3 separate regions of the Mus musculus genome follow, and all the other regions are linked to region 1. Evidence: chromatin contacts called from public ChIA-PET data. All regions are on one chromosome and are shown on one strand. Each heading gives the region's core, a stretch centred on a gene start, on an enhancer-like site or on the middle of the called end of the contact. The rest is flanking DNA. Distances are from core to core; before and after follow the strand shown.

What was found. ChIA-PET counts read pairs in DNA pulled down with a chosen protein or histone mark.
Region 2: a contact with region 1 is called in an RNA polymerase II ChIA-PET map of memory CD8 T cells, with 226 read pairs. The contact joins two enhancer-like sites. A contact is called at or near these places in 3 of 484 Hi-C or Micro-C datasets (CD4 T cells, Th2 cells and regulatory T cells) and 3 of 115 datasets of contacts at active chromatin or transcription factors (effector CD8 T cells, memory CD8 T cells and pancreatic cancer cells).
Region 3: a contact with region 1 is called in an RNA polymerase II ChIA-PET map of memory CD8 T cells, with 51 read pairs. The contact joins two enhancer-like sites. A contact is called at or near these places in 3 of 115 datasets of contacts at active chromatin or transcription factors (effector CD8 T cells, memory CD8 T cells and regulatory T cells).

Annotation. Positions count from the first base shown.
Region 1 is chr10:96,397,411-96,400,881 of GRCm38.p6, forward strand. No RefSeq gene overlaps it. Among named protein-coding and RNA genes, the nearest start is that of Gm33782, 90 kb to the left of the region's middle. Within about 2 kb of position 1,346, at least 102 of the 459 cell types and tissues checked have an H3K27ac peak or open chromatin away from gene starts, as enhancers often do. A contact at or near this core is called in Th2 cells, effector CD8 T cells, memory CD8 T cells and 1 more, where this site is marked.
Region 2 is chr10:96,720,338-96,724,344 of GRCm38.p6, forward strand. The region is part of intron 2 of Gm33897 (a long non-coding RNA gene); the gene reads left to right. Among named protein-coding and RNA genes, the nearest start is that of Gm33897, 6.6 kb to the left of the region's middle. Within about 2 kb of position 2,339, at least 146 of the 459 cell types and tissues checked have an H3K27ac peak or open chromatin away from gene starts, as enhancers often do. A contact at or near this core is called in Th2 cells, effector CD8 T cells, memory CD8 T cells and 1 more, where this site is marked.
Region 3 is chr10:96,785,857-96,789,578 of GRCm38.p6, forward strand. No RefSeq gene overlaps it. Among named protein-coding and RNA genes, the nearest start is that of Gm33897, 72 kb to the left of the region's middle. Within about 2 kb of position 1,560, at least 51 of the 459 cell types and tissues checked have an H3K27ac peak or open chromatin away from gene starts, as enhancers often do. A contact at or near this core is called in effector CD8 T cells, memory CD8 T cells and regulatory T cells, where this site is marked.

The sequences.
Region 1 (3,471 bases), core at 96-2,595:
TTTTCAAATCGGAAAATCCAACCCAATGGTAGGAAACAGAGGCGTGGAGAGGCACGGAGCTACAGTGAAACCATTTTGACCAGAAACTCAAAGGAGCTCTCATATCAGGTTTTCCCTGATATCGTTAATGATAGCACCAGGGTACCGTTCCAGGGACTGGTTTCTGCATCACAGGGACAAACCTGCCTTTCAGTGGTCATCTGAGCAGAAGGCCACAGAAATAAAAGCAACTGACTCCCTACTCCCATGCAAATTCTATCCCTCTGCCAAAATATCTCATTGCCAGTTCTGGGTTTTAGACTCCAAAAGAGCTCTGGCTGTATAACCTCACATTGTTGCTGTTAAATGTTCTATCGATCAATGAAGAACAAGAGACAGCCCGTTCTTCCTGGAGAGTAGCTACTTTAGAAATTAGTAAGGATTAGTAAACCCTTGTTTAAACATCTCTTTGGAATGGCTCCGAAAGGTTCCCGTGAAACAACGAAGTTATTGTTCACCCCAGGAGTCTAATTTCCCTGGGAATCACACTTTCCTACCTGGTTCCATTGCTCTGTGGTTGAACGTGTATTAAGTCTGACATCCATGTATAACCCAGAGGGACAAATGGGTTCCTCTTGTAAGCCCTCATTGCCACGGGCTCTATTTGTAATCAGACAATCAATATGGTTAGCATGTGCCAACTTCGCCGGCGGAGAATAAGTGAGGCTGTTTGAGCCCAGGACACTGGAGAAAGCGTGTGAGGAAGCCGTGTGAATGGGGCTCATTGTTGGCCTGGATTTTAAACGTTCTCGTTTTTCACAACATTTTATGGAGAGCTCTTAAAAGGCCTTTATTGATAGAGATACTCATTAAATGCCAGTTTTAAAAGGAGAGTTGTTGATGTAATGTCATACAATCTGCTTATGCATAAAGCCTTTTTTATTCTGGTGTTCTGACGAGTGCTTTGCCATGCCAGCCCTCCCACCACATCCCAAGACACAGAAACTCCTCCTCTAGACGAATGCTCTGAAATGCGGGGCTGTTATTAGATCAGATGCCATAGATGGCTGGACCTTTCCTGCGTGCTTGTCTTTCACTGTCAAAACCAACCCTGATTTACTCAATGCACAACCAGTAATTGAACATCTGCCATATAATGCAGAAAAACCAGAGAAAGATGGTATTGTTGTTGTTGTTGGTTGGTTTTGGTTTTTTTTTTTCTTTCTAAAGGAGCTAGTTAGATTTTACTGTGAAAAAGAGACATGCAAATTAGTTAACAGCCGTGCATTGCACCAAGCTTGAGGGAATGGGGCTGGTGAAGTCTGAAGTCAGACAGTTCAGCATGTGACTTAGGACCGCAGCTTAGGGAGGGACTGAAGGTGTGGGCGGGTGCTGGTGAGAAAGGAGAAAGGCAAGCTTGAGACAGCACACATGTGAAGGAGCTCAATGGAGCCATTCCACAACCTGTGCGTACAGCAAGCCATCATGTTACGTGCCACCAACAGATGTGGTTGTTAACTATGAAAAAAATTTACCAGGAAAAACAAGACAACGTATTAGCGATAAAAGACACCAATGAAATCCTTGGAAGGGAAGAGAAAGAGGGAGGGAAGAATAGGGGGGAAACAAGAGAGGGACGATGGGAGGGAGGGAGGAAACTGCATATACCCAGGCTCCAGCACAACTCAATTTCAAGGTGGGAAGGGCACTGAGTGCTCTCAGCTTTCCTAGTCTCCCCCTCATGGCTTTTGATGCTCAGTCAACTTTGAAAACCCTTAGCTGGGATCAGATTCTCTAGCTCTGCTGCAGATTAGAGTAACTGGGGCAGCTCCTCAAACTCCCAATGCTCAGGCCCCACCCCAGTCCCGCAGGCCAGACTCAGGTGAGTCTGGATCCCTAGCGTTTCATACACTGGGCATGGAGACACCGATCAGTAATCCCCAACAAGCAGGAGGTGGAGATGGGAGGGTTGTAAATTCAAGGTTATCCTTAGCTACAGAGCACGTTTGAGGCTAGCCTGAGCCACAGGAGAGCCTACCTCAAAAGAACAAATAGCAACAAAAGAAGACCTGCCTTCCAATATGTTATTTCCAAGCAAAAATTATTTGGAGTTCTCTTTTATTATCTACACATTTTGCCTCCTGGTCTTTGCTTCCCTACCAGAGCTTTCTAAAACAGAAAGACCTGGATGCAGATACCTCAGAATAGGGTGACACAAAGCCGGAGGAGCGACAGACAGGCAAGGGCAGCTTTGGACTTGTTTTTGTCTGGCTTAACCGGGAGGATACTGGAGTAAGACCATCTGCCCTTCAAGAAATCAAAGCCAGACACAGGAAGTGGGCGGGAAGACCCTCCAGCAGCCCCAGCTGCCTGGGCCGGGCAGCTGCACAGACCCCTGTTGTTGGCAGACAAGGCAAGGTCTTTTCAGTCTTGTGACCATCAACCCATCCCCAGTGCTGGTGGGGAGGGCACTGCCATTCTTTCTATGACTGATCGCAACAGAATGTGACAGTTGTTTGGGGTGACAGGTTTCCTGGGGGCTCTGCCTTCAACAAGAGCCATTGTGCAGAGGGCGTGTCCTGGTGCCAATGTCACAGGCAGGGGAAGACCCGAGTGGTCCTTTCATTTATATATGACAACATTTCCAAGGAACAGATGGACAGAAATCTTAAGCACTAGCCATCTTCCTCTTGTCTGAAGAGCTGCGGTAGTTGAACAGAACAAATGGCCTCCGTGCCTACCCTTCCTTTCTTCTGCCTTCCTGTTGGGTTAACTGATACACCAACAGAGGTTGCCCTCTGCATTGGATTCAAGGCCAGCTGCAACTAGAATTAGACATTCTCACCTGCTGCCTCAATCACAGATGCTTTAATAAACAAACACCCACCACTGTCCCTGCTAGGAACATAAAGGCCACCAACTGGGGCATAATGTGAAGTTGTAGGGGTGTGGGTGGAGGTCAGGAAGCTTTGTTCCCATGAACTAACAGATATGACTATTGTTTAAGGAAAGCTAGAATAAAGCTGTAACAAATTCTCAGATGTTACCATCATGACCAAGTGCTATCTGTGAGCATGTGCGGGAGCATTACATTCTCAGTGTGCCTTCCCATGTTGCAGGGCAAGGGCTTAGGAACAGTGTGTGCAGGTTGCCAGTGAGCATCATCCAGGTAGAAAGCCCCACAGTACAACTCTGCTCTTGCTTAATGGTAGGAACAAATATGGCACTAGTTGAGTGTGTATATGTTTAAATACTACGCATCCCCGTGTGGATGTGTGTTGTTTATATATGTATGTATAAATATGCATATACACATATATATAGTTTGGAGTATAGGGGGAGAATTGAGCTTTCAACATGCTGTGGGCACAAATTGCAACCATTAACTGAAAAAAACAGTTCAGTCACTTGACGACCTCTCAGACTCAGACCATTGAACTTGGGTTGTTTTCTGAGAACAACTAGAGTATAGGTGTCTTGGAAAGTCCCCGG
Region 2 (4,007 bases), core at 1,089-3,588, 320 kb after region 1:
CTGGTTCCCACATTCCATTTCTTGAGAGCTGGCTGTGGCTCCCTGGCGGATGGCCAGTTGAGAGCTTACTTCACGATCGTGTGTAGCAGGAGTAAATGAGTTAATGTGGTCCAGATACTTACAGACTTTTGGCATCGGCTCTCACCAATATAATCACAGCTTATTATCCTTTGAGGCAACAATCATTCTTTCATTTGCTCCATAAACACGGAGTGACTGTGATGGCCTGGGTCCTGGGCTGGGCCTGCATTAGTATTTGTGACTGGAGCATTTTGGAAATGTGATGCCCCATTCATCCGAGTGAGTGTAATGGTGGCGTCCTGGCACCTTGGCAAGCAGGCTTTTTGGCCCTTCTCAGCTCTCATTAGTTCAATGGTCATTGACTACTTATCTGAACGGCTGGTCTGGCTGGCACCACCTTTGAAAAAAGTGACAGAATTTGATTCCATTGCAAAAGAACGAAAGAAAGGAAGAAAGAAAGTGAGAAAGAAAGGAAGGAAGGAAGAAAACAGCTTGTCTTTGGTGAGATGAACTTTTTTTTTAAGATCTAGAAAATGGCTTTCCTTTTTTCTTTTTCTTTCTTTCCAGACTGGAAAAAAAAAAAAAAAAGAAAAAGTAAAAAAACCTATGAAATAGGAGTTTAAGTGCTCTGGAATCCAGTTTCAAAAGAGAACCTTTCATGGCATCCCAAGACATTTTGTTTTTACCCAGTTAGTTTAGGTGATTCAGGTTTTCTTTGGTCTCCTTCTAGTCCCCGTGAGAAAGACTGCTTCTCTGAACAGGATAAACCCATGTGACACTGTGAGGTTTTGCTTTGACTTCTCAGTCTTGTGCCCCAGTCTCACATTGGGTAATTGTCATCTGCCAGCCTGTGGTCGACAGTCTTTCTGATTCTGAAGTGGCCATCGTATGGAGTTGTTAGTCCTTAGAAATCACAGAGCCACAATGGGCAGGGTCCTGAGATCTAGTGTGAAGACTCTGTCAGGCCAGATTTAGCTCTCCTTAATGAGGATCTGCCTGCACTCACTGTCTTTACCACAGCCCCAGGGGTGAATAATTTCCTTTATTTTTTCTATAAGGAGTGCGGGGTGGGGACGGGTATCAGCGGGAGCCTTCGGGTGTCTTAAGCAGTCAGAGGTCACATGTCCTGCTTGTGATTTGCTAGGTCAGCTGAGGCGGGCTTGTGATGCTTTTGTAGTTAGCTCTTCTGTGTCTTGAAAGAATGGATATGCAGACAAGGCTTCTGTGGGATGGGATGTGCTATTGGGTCGGATAAGGGAGGTGTGCCCTTGAGAGCTCCTCTAAAAGGAAAAAAAAAATTGGCTAGAAAGATAGTAGGAGGTCTTTGTGGTGAGATAGCATGGGTGGAGGGGGTATATTCCAGCTATTTCAGAAGTTTGCGGGTGACTGCTCAGGTGGCTTGTGGGGACAGTTTTTGTTTGTTTGTTTGTTTTTAAAACCAAGCCTGTGAAGCTGGGGATGTAGTTCAATAGGTAGAAAGCTTGCTTAGCTTAGCATGAATGAAGCCCTGGTTAGTATCCCTACTACGGCGTTAAACTGAGCGTGGTCCCGTGTGCCTTTAATGCTATTTAATTCCTATACTTAGGTGTTGGAGGAAGGAGAATCTGCACACACAGATTCATCTTCTATACATACCAGCCTGGATTACCAAAATGAAACAACGAGAAATTGGGAGAACATAGTGAGCAAGTGGGCTACACAACAAAAAGGTCAAATGCCCCGCGCTGTACTTCAGAACACGGATGGCCAGTCTCCCTTGTTAGTTCTGGTCTCGTGCTCAATTTGGGCCATAGTAAACACGGGAAGGCACACACAGCCAATCCTAGAAGGTGCAGAGGTTAGCACACTCTGGCTTTGTCTCTTCATGATCCAGATGGCACCAGATCTCCCAGAGCTGCCATGCTTTTAGAAATATTCCCAGAAATTATTACGAGTTTATGAAGGATGACAAAACCTCTTCAACTTCCGATGCAAACACATTTGCGACAGAAAATGGATTAACTTCTGATTCCTGTATGTTCAAACCCTAGTTCAGCTTTTTCATCCACCTGGGCATAACAGTGGGGCCGAGTTTTTCCTCCTCCTGATGTCCTTTGTTCCCTCCTTTCTATTTCCTTCACTTGTTTCAAACTACGGGCAAGAACCAGTCTCTTCATGCATGTGAATTTCCCACTGGCAGGATCCCAATGCTCAGATTCACTGTTTCCCCAATGAGACTCATTCTCTGCTCAGCGTGTGATAGAAGCGCCTGGTCCTGCTTTAGCCCTGCCTGGGCCTGTCCTAGCAGCTTGTACAAATGTAAACACAGGCACTACAACTGTGGCTCACTGTGGAGGGCGGGGCTAGGGGCCAGGGTCCAAGACACGCCCAGAAATGCTCTCCCTCCCTTCGGGTTGCTCCTCCCACAGCCTGCTTGTTTCCAGAGCTTTACAGTGGAGCCACAAAACAGGAGGGTTCTATGGGGGTAAAAATCCGCCTGTTCTGGGCTGTGGCAATTTGCAAGTCCGTGGTATTCGTCCCTTTAACAACTTCCTGCAATGACATTTCTGTCAGGATGATGGGCAAATATGTGGTCAAGGCTTTAAATGCCAGATCCACACAGTTCATTGTTTTTACTAGCTCGCCTCCAGGAGTGGACCTTGATACCCACAAGAAGAATTTAATTAATTAGGCTGTGCTATGTATCTGAGTGCTTTTCCACATTTCTCTATTGTCTCATTTGCAACAAAGGTGCAAATCGCGGCCTTTGACATTTCCGCTGGAAGGAGCTCTCTCAGAGAACTTCATGAAACCAACCTCACCACTCTGGAACCGTGCAAGGAAAACCAGTGTTTTAAAACCATGGTAGACTTGAACACGTACTTCCCTTGCATGACATGAAACACAGAGACAACATACTTACATGGTTCAGGCCAATGAGAACAAATTCCTATCTGTCAAAACCACACAGGCAAACAAGAAGAGCCAGCCCACAAGTTGTCTTTAGTGTGACCGGAGGAACAACAGTATTTTACTCTAGTCTGTATAGTAAAAGTTACTCTTAAAACTCAGTATCACCAGACACTATGGTTTGGACATTGCTGTCTCTGGTCCTTTAAAGAAGGCTAAGGAAAGGTTCTCCATTCTCTTTTAGAAAAGATGAGATAATATTGGATTGCATGGATATCTGCTTAGACACATAGCCACTTTCTGAAAAGAAGAGAAGAGAAGAAAAGAAAGAGGGTATCAGGTTATGTCTTCTTGTGGGAAGTGCTCGTGTCCCACTTTCTGTGGCTTCGGCTGGGCTCTAGTCCCAGGATGCTCTCTCCATATCCGGGCCTCTTGCTCATGCGCTCCCCAGTTCTTTCTTGTCCATAGTGAGAGACTCAGGGCTGGATCCATCCACAGGGAGCTTTGATGAGAGGCAGGTTTTACATCTTTGAGAATGTCTGCTAGGATTGTTTTGGAACCTGTTGAAGAATGAGGCGAAACAACAAAACAGAGCCACAAGGTAAAAGACGGGAGCCAGAACACACAGGGTGAGCATCCAGTCTTGAGACTACATTTAAAGTCCCAGATCCGCATGCGGCTAAATTCAACTTGTTTCTGGCGTTTGCGCCTAACCCGTAGCAGCCATTTCTTTGTCGCAGGCAGTTTTAGTTGGGTCTGTTTCATTTATAGCCGCTCAGTCTGATTACTAGCCCGGGTGATAGATAGAGCACCTTCTCATTTAAGTTTCACAAAACTCCTTTTACAGAACGGAAGCAGGTTAAGAAAGGGGCAGGCACATGCATGAAGGTCCTTCTAGGAAGAGCAGCAGATCTAGGTCTCAAACTCATTTATGCTTTATTCTAAAATTCCAGGCTCAGCCTACGGGAGTCAGCTAAGCCAGGCCGTTCAGTAACAGCCAGCAGCTTGCATAGCTTGAAGGGTAATTCATTAATTCTTCGAGTGTTTCTCGAAATGCGTTTTGATCTTATTTGCCTGGTCTCCTATCTCTTTTCAGA
Region 3 (3,722 bases), core at 310-2,809, 390 kb after region 1:
TAAATCCATCCTTGATAATTTCATACTATAGACAGATTATTGAAAGGGAATATACATTTTTTAACCGTGAAACTCTGTATACCTGAGATACAGACTTACAATTTGCATAAAAATAGGCCAAATCCCACAATGGTGTTATACTAAAACACCCTGCTTATCTATATTTGAAGAAAATTGATTTGAACATGAAACTTGCAAGGCACAAATGTCACCTGGAAAGCCCCTTCCCAATAACACACACAGATTTCATCTGCAGAGTACACATTATACCACCTGAGCCAGGAAATAAATGAATGTGTTTAATAACATGATCTATCAGACAGTAGAAAAGCCACAAGCTTATCCCAATAATAACATATAGAATCAACATAAAATTAGATGTGATTACAGTTCAGAGAGAGGAAAACAGTTCTGAAATAAAGATTTCACTTGGTTTCTCTATGTTCATAGTCCTTGTGTCTCAATTCTGAGAAAGTGAACATGAAAAGCATGGCAAAATCTGGCCACTAATTATATAATACACACTCAGTTATTCACGGGCTTTGTGATGGCTTGTTGTTTTCATGGCCAACACGAAACCTCCAGCTTAAACACATTTTGTGTTAGGCTGAAATCGAATGTAGGCTTGTTCAAGTTGCTTAACATCCTTGAACTTCTTCATCAAACTGGTAGAATTCTTAAAGAGTTTTCCGCGTATAAAAAAAAATACAGGTGGAATGTGTGGCTTGGTGTTTGATGTGCAGCACATGACAGGGAGATGGATATTATTATCATGATGGGAGAAATAACGACAACTAAGAGTCTAGAGAACTTAGTGGTGCTCTTCATTAAGTAGCTGACTGTTACCTTAGGTACTGTGGTCTCTGGGCTACAGCTTCCTCATCTTTGAACTGTCGAAGGTGGAATCATCAAGGTGAGATGTTTCTCCTTTGGGTTGTCTGAGAAAGGCTCTCAATCTGGAGCTGAGGGGTTTTGATCTGGTGATTATTTTGCTTCCACCTCCTGAATGTTGGGATTGTAAGAATGCACCACCAACCATGATTAATTCAAGTGCCTTTATAGTAATCAAATTGTCTGTCTAGATTTTGTTTCTTGTTGTTGGAATAAAACATTCTGTCTGAACAACTTAAGGGAGCAAAGGTCTATTTAGCTTAAAGTTTCAAGTCCCAGATCATCGTTTTGGGGAAGTCAAGGTGTGAACTTGAAGCTGCTCGTCACCCCCACAGTCAATAGCACAGAGAGAATGGATGCTCAGGGAACGATGTGCTTCTCTTTTAGGTTGGGTATTTTCCTATCCCTTGATACATAATTCAATCCTCAGGGTTATGCCCATAAGCCCAGGTCACTTAGACAATTCCTCACTGAGACACATCCCCAGTGACTCTAGGTTGTGTCAAGGTGACAGTTAAGAACTAACCACTGCATTCTCTTGTGTGAATGGAATCTTAGGCAAAATGCTGCTGTTTGAAAGCCATGCAAACAGAGCCGCTGAGTTGGTTAAAGTCGTAAAGTTAGAGCTTGATTACTTGTAACCACTTCCTGCGCCTGCCTGTGGCACCACAGAGCGTTAGGCAGGTGATTACAAGACACTTGAGAAGGTTTCCTGTATAATGCTGTTTGAACTGTGTATTGAGCTGGTGAGCTTTTGTTCAATGATTTATTCGCCAGTTCCAGAAAGGGACAGATGAATCTTCATAAGACTGTAACAGATGTGAACTATCAATTTTACTGGTTTAATAAATTTAATGACTGTATTAGGGTTTTGTGTTTTTGTTTTTGTGACAACTTGTGGAAGAATTTATTTTGGTTTATGGTTCCGGGGGGTTTAAGAATGGACCATGGTAGGAAGGTTTATCAGTAAGAGGCAGACATGTCAGTCAGCAGAAGCAGGAAGCTGAGAAATCCTATCTTTAAGCCCAAACATGAACTAGAGAGAACAGGCTGTAAGTGGCTCTGAGCTCTCAAACCTTACCCTCAGTGATATCCTTCATTCAGAAGGACTCCCCCTAAAGAGGGTTATATAGCCTTCCCCAACACTGATACCAGCTGCAAACTAAGTATTCAAATACTTGAGTCTATGGGAGACATTCTTAAATTCATACCACTCTGGTAACTCAATCAATTGTTCAGCACTCATAGTATCAAAGACTAAATCAATGTCCCATAATTGTTGTGTATATAGAGAAATTTTTAGTTATACCCTATACAATTATATAATTATCATAACTAGAAATATTTGAATATATATGTCTATATATATATATGTATATATATGGATGACCTGCCATTTCCTTTTCATGTGGATGATGTCATCAAATTCATATCCACCAAAAAAAGAACTCTCAGATAATCTTGTTGATAATTACTACTTTTGGGGGGAGATCCTTAATTCTTAATTGGGTTTAAAATAGTAATGTATACTGTGGGTTCTGATGTCAGTTTATCTTCAAATATCCCTTTGAGGGTGGTGCCTTTATTCTCATTTAATAGGTTTGGAAAATGTAGCTCATATTTGAGAAAGCTACTTGGAGTCACATGGTGTTTAAATATCGAAGCCCAGGTTTCCTGATTGCACTCCAGGGCGCTTTCCACGAGTGACAGGGGCAAGAGGACAATGTGCAGCCTTATCTTTTTCGAATGTGCTCTTCCTGATTTGCTGAGAGTTTTAAGCAGTTCAGAGAACTGCTCTGAACCATGCAATGACATACAGTCAATAAGCATTCAGGGCACTCTGAATTGTTCAGAGGCATAAATGGGTAAATACTCTTCACATTTTAAATGATAGTGAAAACATTTGCATTCTGATATTAATATTTATTGATTTTTTTTGAGGTTCAGTGAATAGTTTTCATGATAATTCCTCAATCTTCAGAGAAAACCTGCATTCATAAATAACAAATTATGTCATTACCCACATCTGCTCTCATTTTCTATAGGCTTCAAAATCTCTATTCATCACGGGAGCCAAAAGAAGTGGGTACCCACCGGTTTCTCCATCAAATTCTGGCCCATCTTCCTGCACATAATTCTTATTTGAGAATGCAATGCTTATTCAAAATAAATACGGGACATACTAAACTATGTGATTAACATGCAATGAGTCTCAGATTCCATTTACTTATGGAAATCGAGTCAAATCTAACATGCTAGCAACACTATTGTGAGGTCAGCTTCCTGATGAGGCCATTGGATCTGCAGGAGTTACCACTCTGATACCACATTAGCACATCATTAGCTTGAACCGTGCCACAGCAGTATGAAAATTAGGCATTTTCATTTTTCAAAAGAGACAATAGCAACTTTCCCTGCTTCTTACATTCATTTTTAAAGATGAGACTGTTGATGGAAGATGCATGAAATGAAGTAATATTTGAAATTATTAACAAGGAGCTTTCTCAGAAGATGCATGCCTTTGGAAACTAAATTTAAGGTGTGTATATATATTTTAAAAGATGAGCTCTATTATGCTAAATTTCTGATATACTTTTGTTAGCTGGTTTTTTTTTGAAGTAAGATAGGTCAGAAATAATCATACAAAGACATTTTATAGATTAAAGTTACTCACTGAAGCCATATTTTAAAACATCGAATGAGGGAATGTAAAAGCCCTTCATTTATTAGCAGCTGGTAAAATTCTCTTTCTAAAGGCTGGCATGCATATTTTATTTTACTTTTACGATAATTTTGAGCTGTATAATATTTTGTAACTCTAAACACACTAG